2 separate regions of the Mus musculus genome follow, and region 2 is linked to region 1. Evidence: chromatin contacts called from public Hi-C data. All regions are on one chromosome and are shown on one strand. Each heading gives the region's core, a stretch centred on a gene start, on an enhancer-like site or on the middle of the called end of the contact. The rest is flanking DNA. Distances are from core to core; before and after follow the strand shown.

The links. A called contact is a pair of places that touch in the nucleus more often than the background predicts.
Region 2: a contact with region 1 is called in a Hi-C map of the G1E-ER4 cell line, with 1.7 times the contacts expected there. The contact joins two enhancer-like sites. A contact is called at or near these places in 6 of 484 Hi-C or Micro-C datasets (the Ba/F3 cell line, the G1E-ER4 cell line, the HL-1 cell line and 2 more), 4 of 115 datasets of contacts at active chromatin or transcription factors (embryonic stem cells and neural tube) and 3 of 9 other capture datasets (adipose tissue, embryonic stem cells and pancreatic islet).

What each region holds. Positions count from the first base shown.
Region 1 is chr3:84,465,682-84,470,334 of GRCm38.p6, forward strand. The region is part of intron 2 of Fhdc1 (FH2 domain containing 1); the gene reads right to left. Among named protein-coding and RNA genes, the nearest start is that of Fhdc1, 11 kb to the right of the region's middle. Within about 2 kb of position 1,885, at least 23 of the 459 cell types and tissues checked have an H3K27ac peak or open chromatin away from gene starts, as enhancers often do. A contact at or near this core is called in the G1E-ER4 cell line, where this site is marked.
Region 2 is chr3:84,538,134-84,542,786 of GRCm38.p6, forward strand. All of the region lies in intron 2 of Arfip1 (ADP-ribosylation factor interacting protein 1), which reads right to left. Among named protein-coding and RNA genes, the nearest start is that of Gm35410, 42 kb to the right of the region's middle. Within about 2 kb of position 2,713, at least 2 of the 459 cell types and tissues checked have an H3K27ac peak or open chromatin away from gene starts, as enhancers often do. A contact at or near this core is called in the G1E-ER4 cell line, where this site is marked.

The DNA.
Region 1 (4,653 bases), core at 635-3,134:
AATCAACAAAATAACTAAATAAAAATAAAAGTGGCTGGAAGGAACAAGAAAGTTAAAACCCCGTCCAAGTATAATACTGGTGCACAGGGGAGAATTTCTAATATGTAAATATGGTAATTATCACAGTGCTTCTAATATACTTTCATGGAAATTTTTATTGTCCATCCCTCACAGTAAAAATGACACACAGCTCTGGGTGTGGAGGCACACACCTGTCATCCTAGCATAAAAGACAGCGGGAACAGGGAAGGCTAGCCAAAGCTACAGAGTGAGCTGGAGACAAGCCTTGTCTGTATGACAATAGCCACACCACCACCACCCCCAATCCATTCTTTAACTGGATAGTTCAGTGGTGGAGCCCTTATCTAGCACGGGCAAGGCCCTGTGCTCTAGTCCCAAAATAATACACAAGATATATGTTTACTATACTAGTATATACATTCAAACAGGTAATGTTTTATTTTGATTTAAAATTTTCTTTTACATACAGCCCATACTTATCAAATGAGAATTGAAATGGCAGAATAAAGCAAGGATTCTGCTGAGGGTGGGCCCAGGTCTGATCGACAGACACAAATCACCCATTAAGGAGAAAATAAGGAAGTATCGTAGCCACCCGTGGTCCGTGCCTATTATCTTACCACTCATGAGGTTGGGGCAGGAGGGTTATCAGAAGTACAAGGCCAGACAGAGACTGTCTCAAAAATAAATAAACAAACAAACAAACAAACAAACAAACAAAAGTATTCTACATTTTGTTTGCTCAGAAGTTTTTAAAAAACCTTTCCTTTGCCAAGAAGTCTCAGATCCTTACATTTTTCCTTACTTTTTTTTTCTGTCTCTGAGTTAGAAGGTTCTTTATAATCTATGGTTTTACTGCATAGACCAGGCTACTCACAAAATCCCAGCGATCCACCTGCTCGGATTTAAGGTGTGCACCACCGAGCTGGGCAATTTGTGGCATCTTTTGATTTATCAGATGCTAATATAACTATCCTATTGTACCATCAAACCCCAGATTGGGCTGTAGCAAGTTTTAAATATTCAGAAACAATAATTTAAGAAGACTTTATTAAAATATAGATTAGAATCTCTAGAGGTTTGCTGAGAAGTTATCTTTGCCTCTGGAAATGAACATTCAGGAGAGGGGATAGAAGATGACAGAAAACTATTCCCTTCTTTTCCATTCGTCTTTTGGTAAAGAGAGGCTAGGTGAAATAGAGACCAACAGGGAACCAAAGGGCATCAGGTTTCAGACCAAATTCTCCATCTCTGGTTCGATTCAAGTTTGTAAGCAACAGCAAGTCCAGACCGTTAATGTCACTTCCTGGCTATAAGGTTAAATTTTTACAAGGTATAGTTGTCTTCTTTTGAAGACTAATCTTAAACAATCTCATTATTTACTAACCTATGGGTTTATTTGATGTTAACACAATCACCTGCCAGCCATAAAATGAGCTTCCAGGCTGAGAGGGCACCCTCCGTACAGAAATCCTACCCAGGGACTTCAGTTCAAGTTCAGTATGAAGGAAGAGAAAGAGAGGGGGAATAAATAAAACCCGTGAAACTTTACACTCTAAAGAGAAACACTTCCGCTGGAATGGGAAATCTCAATTTATTAAGACAGAAAACTGCTCATTAAAACTTGTAAATTATAAGGCCGAGAGTACTAACACGTACACCGATACAGTTGTATCCGTGTCTATCTAGAATGGAAACAAGCCTGTTGTATAATTCTCTCACTAGATTGCCACCTCTTGTTGTGTTTAACCTCCGGCTGCAGCATCCTTCCCCTCACCCCCCCTCCCCACTTCCAACTCCACCCTCATCCTGTTCACCCTTCCACCCTCTGGGGCTCTGAATACTTGGCGTAGGTCCATAGCCACCACTGCTGGAAAGCAAGGGAGAAATTACTCTTATTATCCCTATTTGACAGATAAGGAAACTGCGCCTCAGACGTGTCATCTTGTGGCTTCCCCCAGAGCAGTGTTGGCACAGAGTGGTAGCCTGGTTCTCTCGGGTTCTTCTCCCCTGGTTCCTGTGAGTTCAGTACTGGTGGGTCTCCCATGGAATCAGTTAAATGTAGTCTCCTCCCACACCAAGGTCCGGGGAGGTCTCTCCAGAAACAGGGGCAGGTCTGTGAAAAGCATCCACAGTCTGGCCAAGTCGAGGGGCATCCCCAGAGTTGTTAGTGTGGATGCCATGTGGCATCATGTTCTCACCAGATAGACCAGCCTCCAAGAGCCCAAGCCCCCCAATGGGGTAGCCAATGCGCTCAAAGTCAAGGGCAGCTCTAGCTTACAGGAGATGTCCCCACAGCCCAAGCAGTTTCTGAAATTGGTCACAGTCAGCCAGTCCCTAAGGAAAGGCCTGGGCTGGCCATGACTGATCAGCTTACGGAAGAAAACAAAAGGCCAGCGCTTCACCCAAACAAGGAACAAGAGACAACAACAGCACTTCAGGACAGCGCCTGCTCTCTGGCACCCTCAGATTTACCTAGTGACTGAGTCTGCTGTCTTATCAAACGGGATCCTTATAACGGCTATAAAGGTATTTGTTTAAAGCCCTTCAAAAGAGGGTTATCACTGCTCATGTAAGGAGCTTATCTCACTTCCCAAACTCTGGCTGCCACAGAGCTAGGGTTTCGGCTGCAAAGCCCTTTAGGACTGGCTGTGGTGAGCTGAAACCATGCACACAGAGTGGCATTTGACAAAAGTCCCAGTAGGCTGTAAAAGCTAAGTTAGAGAAGACAAAGTGCCAAATCCAGGATGTGCCAACCCAGCCATGACCACGGTCACCTTGCTCACCAGCTCTGTGCCACCTGTACCAGGTCTCTCCTCATCCCCATTCTCTCTATAGGGGATGAACCTAAAGCCCGGCGTGCCTTTCAAGACAAGAGCCCTACTGCTGTGCTAACCCAGCAGCCTCGCGGTTCTTACACCCTTCCTTAGCATCAATCGGATACAAAGCCTGTCTCCTTCACAAGAAGGAGGCATTTGTTTCAGTTGTGGGAAGCTATACATACTTAGGATTTGGGAGCATCTCTGGGGGCACTATTTGGTGGCATTATGTGCATCCACTAGGTGCCATGATGCCATCCAGCTCCAAAATGTTCACACCTTGCAAGACCAAAGCCCTGGATCCATCAAACTGCAGTTACCATGCCCTACCCTAGCCAATGGCCCTGGCTGGTACTTCCCATCTCCATGAGACCTCCATCCTCTTTTTCTACTTTCAAGTTGTGTGTGTGTGTGTGTGTGTTTTTATGTGCACCGGTATGCATGTGTGTAGACCGCAAAACAACTGAGTCATCTGTAGGGACACTGCTCACCTCCCTTGAGACATGGTCTGTCATTGGCCTAGAAGTCACCAGCTAGACTAGACTGGCAAGCCTGCGAGCCCCAGAGATCCAGCTGTCTCTACCTCTCCAGTGTTAGGATTACAAGCATATACCACCACACTCTGCATCTTCATGTGGATCCTGGGGATTGAACTCAGGTCCTCATGGTTTTGAGGCGATTGACTAACCTATCTCTCCAGGCCTTTAGGTCTCTCTTATAGGCAGAATTAGATTTACCCTGGATGGTGGGCTTATTTCATTTAACGTGCTTTCAATGTGGAAGGAATAAACCTTTAATTCACTTGGTGTGTTTACTTGCTGGTGTGTTTTGGGTTTTGGAGTTTGGGGTTTGGGGTTTTGATTTCCTGGTGTTGGTGTTGAACGCTGGCCTTAGTGTTGCTAAGTAGGCTCTCTACTGTTGAGCCAAATCTGAACCCTATAAACTGCTTTCATTTCACAGTGTCAAAGGGGGCATCCTTACATATGTTGGTCACCTGAACCAGTGGCTATTTTCACCCCATTTAAAACCTGAAAAGCAAAGCGATTTTAAATCTTCTTCCTTTCAGTACAGGCTCCTTTCAGTCACTTTGGTCGCTGACTCAGCTCTCCAGTGTCTCAGCTTTTGTTGGCTATCTATCGGAACCCCTTAGTTTATGAGGGGGCGGGGAGAAAGACACCTAAAGTATATGTATTGTTTTAATCCACACACACTATCTAGTTCTACAGCTCTGCATTGTGAGCACGTCCCAGAATCTCAGGACGTAATGGGAATGTAATCATGATTACAGGAGAATGACTGGTTCCCAAATGAGGGCGTGGGAGGGTGAAGCAGCGTTGCTCATAGATCTAGAAAGAGCCATCGTTCTTGTAGCCTCCCTCCCTGCTCCTAACTCCTCCTCTTCCTGCTTCCTCTCACTCCCATCCTCTTCTTCCGGTCCACCATCTACACTGTGTGAATAGTCACTTGGTGCCACACAAGCACGATGGTGAATGACAGGTGGCGAGCCCCATTCTGATCTGACCTCACCTAGGAAGATGGATCCTTCACCGGGGATCTGTTCTGTTTGCGTCTCCTTTCATTTTCTTTAGAGTTCACCAACTTGATAAACCATGAACCATATTGTTATCTTTAAGAGTCACGCAAGGGGGCTAAAAAGACGGCTCAGTGGTTAAGAGCACTTATTGCTCTAGCAGAGGACCCAGGTTCGGTTCCCAGCACCCACATGGCAGTTCTGTTCCAGGAGTCTGAATTCCTTTCCTGGCCTCTGAGTGCTCCTGCATGTATGTGGTGCACATACAGACAAATAAACATA
Region 2 (4,653 bases), core at 1,463-3,962, 73 kb after region 1:
ACGAGTGTAAGGGACACATGCCCCTGCCGCACATCAACCCCAAACCAAACACCTTCTTCCAAATACAGAAATCAACAAGCCTCTTGTGCATCGGAAGAAAAACGTGGGTCTTCGGTCTCAATGCTTTCTCACAGCACCAGATTTCTGGAGTGCATGTGAGACAGAGGTCTCTCAAGGTTTTCCACAGAGACTACTTACTGAAAACAAAAGGATGTAAGTGCCTCAAGCCCCTAGTGTTGGGACAGAAACCAGAGCCTTGGATATGCGCAAAGAAAATCTCCTGCCACTGAGCTATACCCTCTGGACATGTTTGAGAATTCCTTTCTTTATAGTACTTTACCCTACAATATAGGATTAAAACGTAAATATTCAGAACTTGCTTTTTTATTTATTGTAATTTTCTGCTGTTTTAATTTAACATCCTTACTTAATCTGATCAAGTCATCCTGCTTTAACCACTTCATTTCCAGTCTCCCTATTTTTTTCAAGGATGTTAGGCATGTACCTTTCAGTGAAGATAAGCTCTCCTAAGGAAAAATATAAACACAGTCGAATGCCGCTAACCCTTAATCTGCACTATCACCTTGATAGGATTTAGAGTTAGGGTAGAAATAAACCTCTGGGCACGTCTTCCAGGGAGTCATTCCAGCTAATACTAGTGGTCACTTCATGAGCTAGGGTCTTACTCTGTATAGAACATGGAGTGAGCTGACCTGCCTCGAGAGTCGCTGCCATGACTTCTCCGTGCTGATGGACTGGACTCTCAAACTGTGAGCCAGAATAACCACCAGCTTGCTTTTGTCGGGTACGTCATCACAGGAGGAAGAAAGCACCCAATATGAGTAGTCTACAAATTATATACAGGAATCCTGGGACTGCTGAAAGACCACTAGACACTTGAATTGTTTTCGTAAAGAGAGCACTGTGTAAATTCTTAAAAAGAAGTAGCAGAGTGGAGCGCTGGGTGTGAGGTGAAGTAGGAAAGGTCTAAACAGAAATGGAAGAGATCTCTGACTGTGGACACTTTTAAGTGATACGATACCATCAGTAATAAAATTGATGGCCTCATGGTGGCCAGGGTTCCTTGACTCAGAAAGCAGCAATCCTTCAAGAAGCAGAGCTCTTGCCATTATGGAAAAAAAAAAAAAAAAGGTGCAACATCTGAATGAAGTGGTGCAAATTTCTAACTAGAGATTAGCAGTTTGATGGTACAAAGTAATTCAATGTATGAGATGGTAATTTATGAGATAATATTCAGGAGTCTGGGTGTGTCCACTTGTCTATTTTGGAGGCTGTTATATTCCCTATGTAATACAATATATACTCACAGTGTATAAAATTTTCAAATGTGCCTTCCTTGTATAATGTTAGTTTTCAGTTTTTGTGTGTGCAGTTATAAGGTACTACATAGCTTAATAACTCATTGAATATATGCTACTGTATTTAGTCCTACATTTTACAAGGTATACTTTAGAAATAATTAGTTTGTTCATAATGAAAACCAAATCCCCACTTCATTTTTTTGATGTTACTGATATTCAATTCAAACTTAAAATGGCTTAAGTCTCAACTCTACTGAAGTATTTAATACATTTAAAAGTCATTTTCAGTTAGCCTATAAGAAAATATGATGCCTTAAAAACTTCAAGTAAGTGTCATATGCATTTTTAGTATTTTAAATGATACAAAATTAGACTCGTAGATTTTATAAAGTTATGAAAGAGTACTCATTCAAACCTTGGGAATTTCTCTTTGCTTTGCACATTTTGAGCACTCGGGAGGCAGAGGCAGGTGGATTTCTGAGTTCGAGGCCAGCCTGGTCTACAAAGTGAGTTCCAGGACAGCCAGGACTATACAGAGAAACCCTGTCTTGAAAAACAAAACAAAACAAAACAAAACAAAGAATGCAAAAGTTTCAGAGTTTGTGTGAGTGTCTGAGTGTGTGTCAGGATACCTCTGGAGGCCAGGAGACCCCTGGGATCCCTTGGAGCTAGAGATACAGCTGTGAGCTACTGACATGGGTGCTGTGAACTCAAGTTCTAACTACAGAGCAGCAAGAGCTCTTAACTGCTGAGCCATTTCGATCCCAAAATGAAAATTTAAAACTCACAATTTAAAACTTGGCATAACAATCTACTTCTGAATAAGAATGTGTTGTTCTACAAAGTAGTCAATAATGTTTTAAGACTTAGTGACGTGCAGGACACTGAAACACATGAGAAGAATTGCAGAAGAACTAACTGTCCCTTCTTACTCTGGGCTATAAGGAAGAGTATTAGTAAAGAAAGAAATCTCATTCAAGAATCCTTCAAGATTTTACAATCTACAGCAGCTCCTACTCTCATCTGCATACACCACGTTGTTTTCCACCTGTCTATCTTAGATAATCTGGTGTCATCAATGGTTCTATTTTCTCTACCAGAGTCTAGGTCTTACCTCTCTTCTCTTGGTGACTATCCTTGTTTTCTTTGTCTCTTGTCCTGCCAGCCCTGCAATGGAATCTTTACACTGTAGTGAGAAACAACTTTCTTTGCCCTCCTTCCCTCCACCCCCCCCCCTTTTTCCCACAGGGTCTGGCTACAGAAGTTGCTAAGAAGGCCAGGCTCCCTTCTAACTCACAATCCTTCTGCCTCCACAGTGTGAGGACTTAATGTGTGTGCCACCATGTTCAGCTCAGATACAACCTTCTAAAATGGGAATGTGGTTGAGACAGATAACCATTTTTATACCATTTTGTGGCTGCACTGCCTGTAAAATAAGCTAGTACTTTAACATGACTTTTTTTTACAGGGTCTACTTATCTTTCTAGTGTCATTTCTCATCATACACTTTAGGCCCACACCTCCAACACTCATATTCATTCATTCATTCATTCACATTCTCTCTCTCTTTCTCTCTCTCTGTCTCTCACTCACGTGCGCTCGCGCGAGTGCACACACACACACACACACTTTGGCAGGTGAACTGTAAATAATATGGTCTTTATACCTCCTTTAGATTCTTTACTGGTACTCTTTGAGGGGGACAGTCTTCATCCTTCTTCATCTGTCTAGCTCTTAGTTTGATCAGTAATTCCTCAGGCAATTATGTCCTCCACATACCAGCATGCTTTATTTGACCAAGTCTATCATTTTCCACATGTCATTTAAAAACAACAAAGACTGCTTATACACAAAAGCAAACAACAGCCCAAGCAGCACAAGTAAGGATAAAAATGTAGTCAATCTAAACGTGGAGTACCTCTCCCCTACCTCCAGGTTCTAGGCCAGCTCTCACAAAACAATGTGCTCATTCACAAAACATTTATGAAATGAAAGCCTCTATTACACACCAAACAGTTTTGCCAGGCATGAAAATAAGGAAATGAATGAAAATTCCTGCCCCTCACTGAAATTACAGCCATGTCACACAGGCTTCAGGAATAGCTTACACAATCCTAGGAGCTATGTCTGAGCTTCCAGGCTCCTCTGCCTGTCGTAAAATAAAGTAGTGAGAGACAAAGGTCTCTAACATGTTCCTACTCAAACAGTGCTTTGTAATTAAGTCCTAATGATCCTGGATTATAACTCCCTAAAGTTAATAGGAAGTTTTGATAGTTTGCTATATGTATGCAATTTCTAAGGAGTTCAGAGCTGGGAAACACCTAATCTATGTACTTTTGTTCTGGACATTCCACAGGAAAAGTTCCATTTCCACAATATCTAATGAAGTAATTTCCCTAACCTGACAATCACAGCTAAACTAACAAGAAGACACAACCATGTGTAACTTGTGCTTGCTTCTCTTTAACTCAAGCTACAACTTGCCAACATCTAGTTACTATTTAAGAAACGAGACAACAACATCCATCACATTTCATTTTGCTTTCTATTTCTGTTGTTTTGGGGACAGTCTCATGTTGTCCAGTCAGCCTTGAACTTACTGTGTAGCTGAGAATGACCCTGAGCCTCTGGCCTCTGGCCCATAAGCAAAGGACTGGCAGATTTATACCACTTTACCCAATTGCTCTTTAGTAATTGTTAATAGCATCCATTGTAAATCACATACAGCTCAAAACTAGAGAGTAACTTTATATCTGTGAAGATTAAACTTTAAAGAACAAAAATTGTTTTACTTAGAAAATAACAGCATCTTTGCTGAGGATGGTGGAGGCCCGTGATAGCAAGCTCCCTGCCTTGCTCATCTCTAGAGTTGCATATAGGAGCAAGGACTGCAGTGCTGGTGCAGTTCTAGTCTAAGCATGTTCATTATAATCTCTACAGAGATGTGAATGCAGAGGATGGCCTCTCAGAACAAAACACAATCTGTACATAAAACCAGAGACACTGAAACTTATAGAGGAGAAAGTAGGGAAAAGCCTCGAAGATATGGGTACAGGGGAAAAATTCCTGAATAGAACAGCAATGGCTTGTGCTGTAAGATCGAGAATTGATAAATGGGACCTCATAAAACTGAGAAACCAAAATACCAACTTCAACAGGTGTTACAGTTTCATTGCTTGTGCCACAGTGACACCAGCTGGCCAACCAAATCATTGCAACCCAGTAATATATCATGTTCACGTGAGACTTTATAATTTTATAGTGACTGTACTGGCTGGTTTTATGTGTCAACTTGACACAAGCTAGAGTTATCATAGAGAAAGGAGCCTCA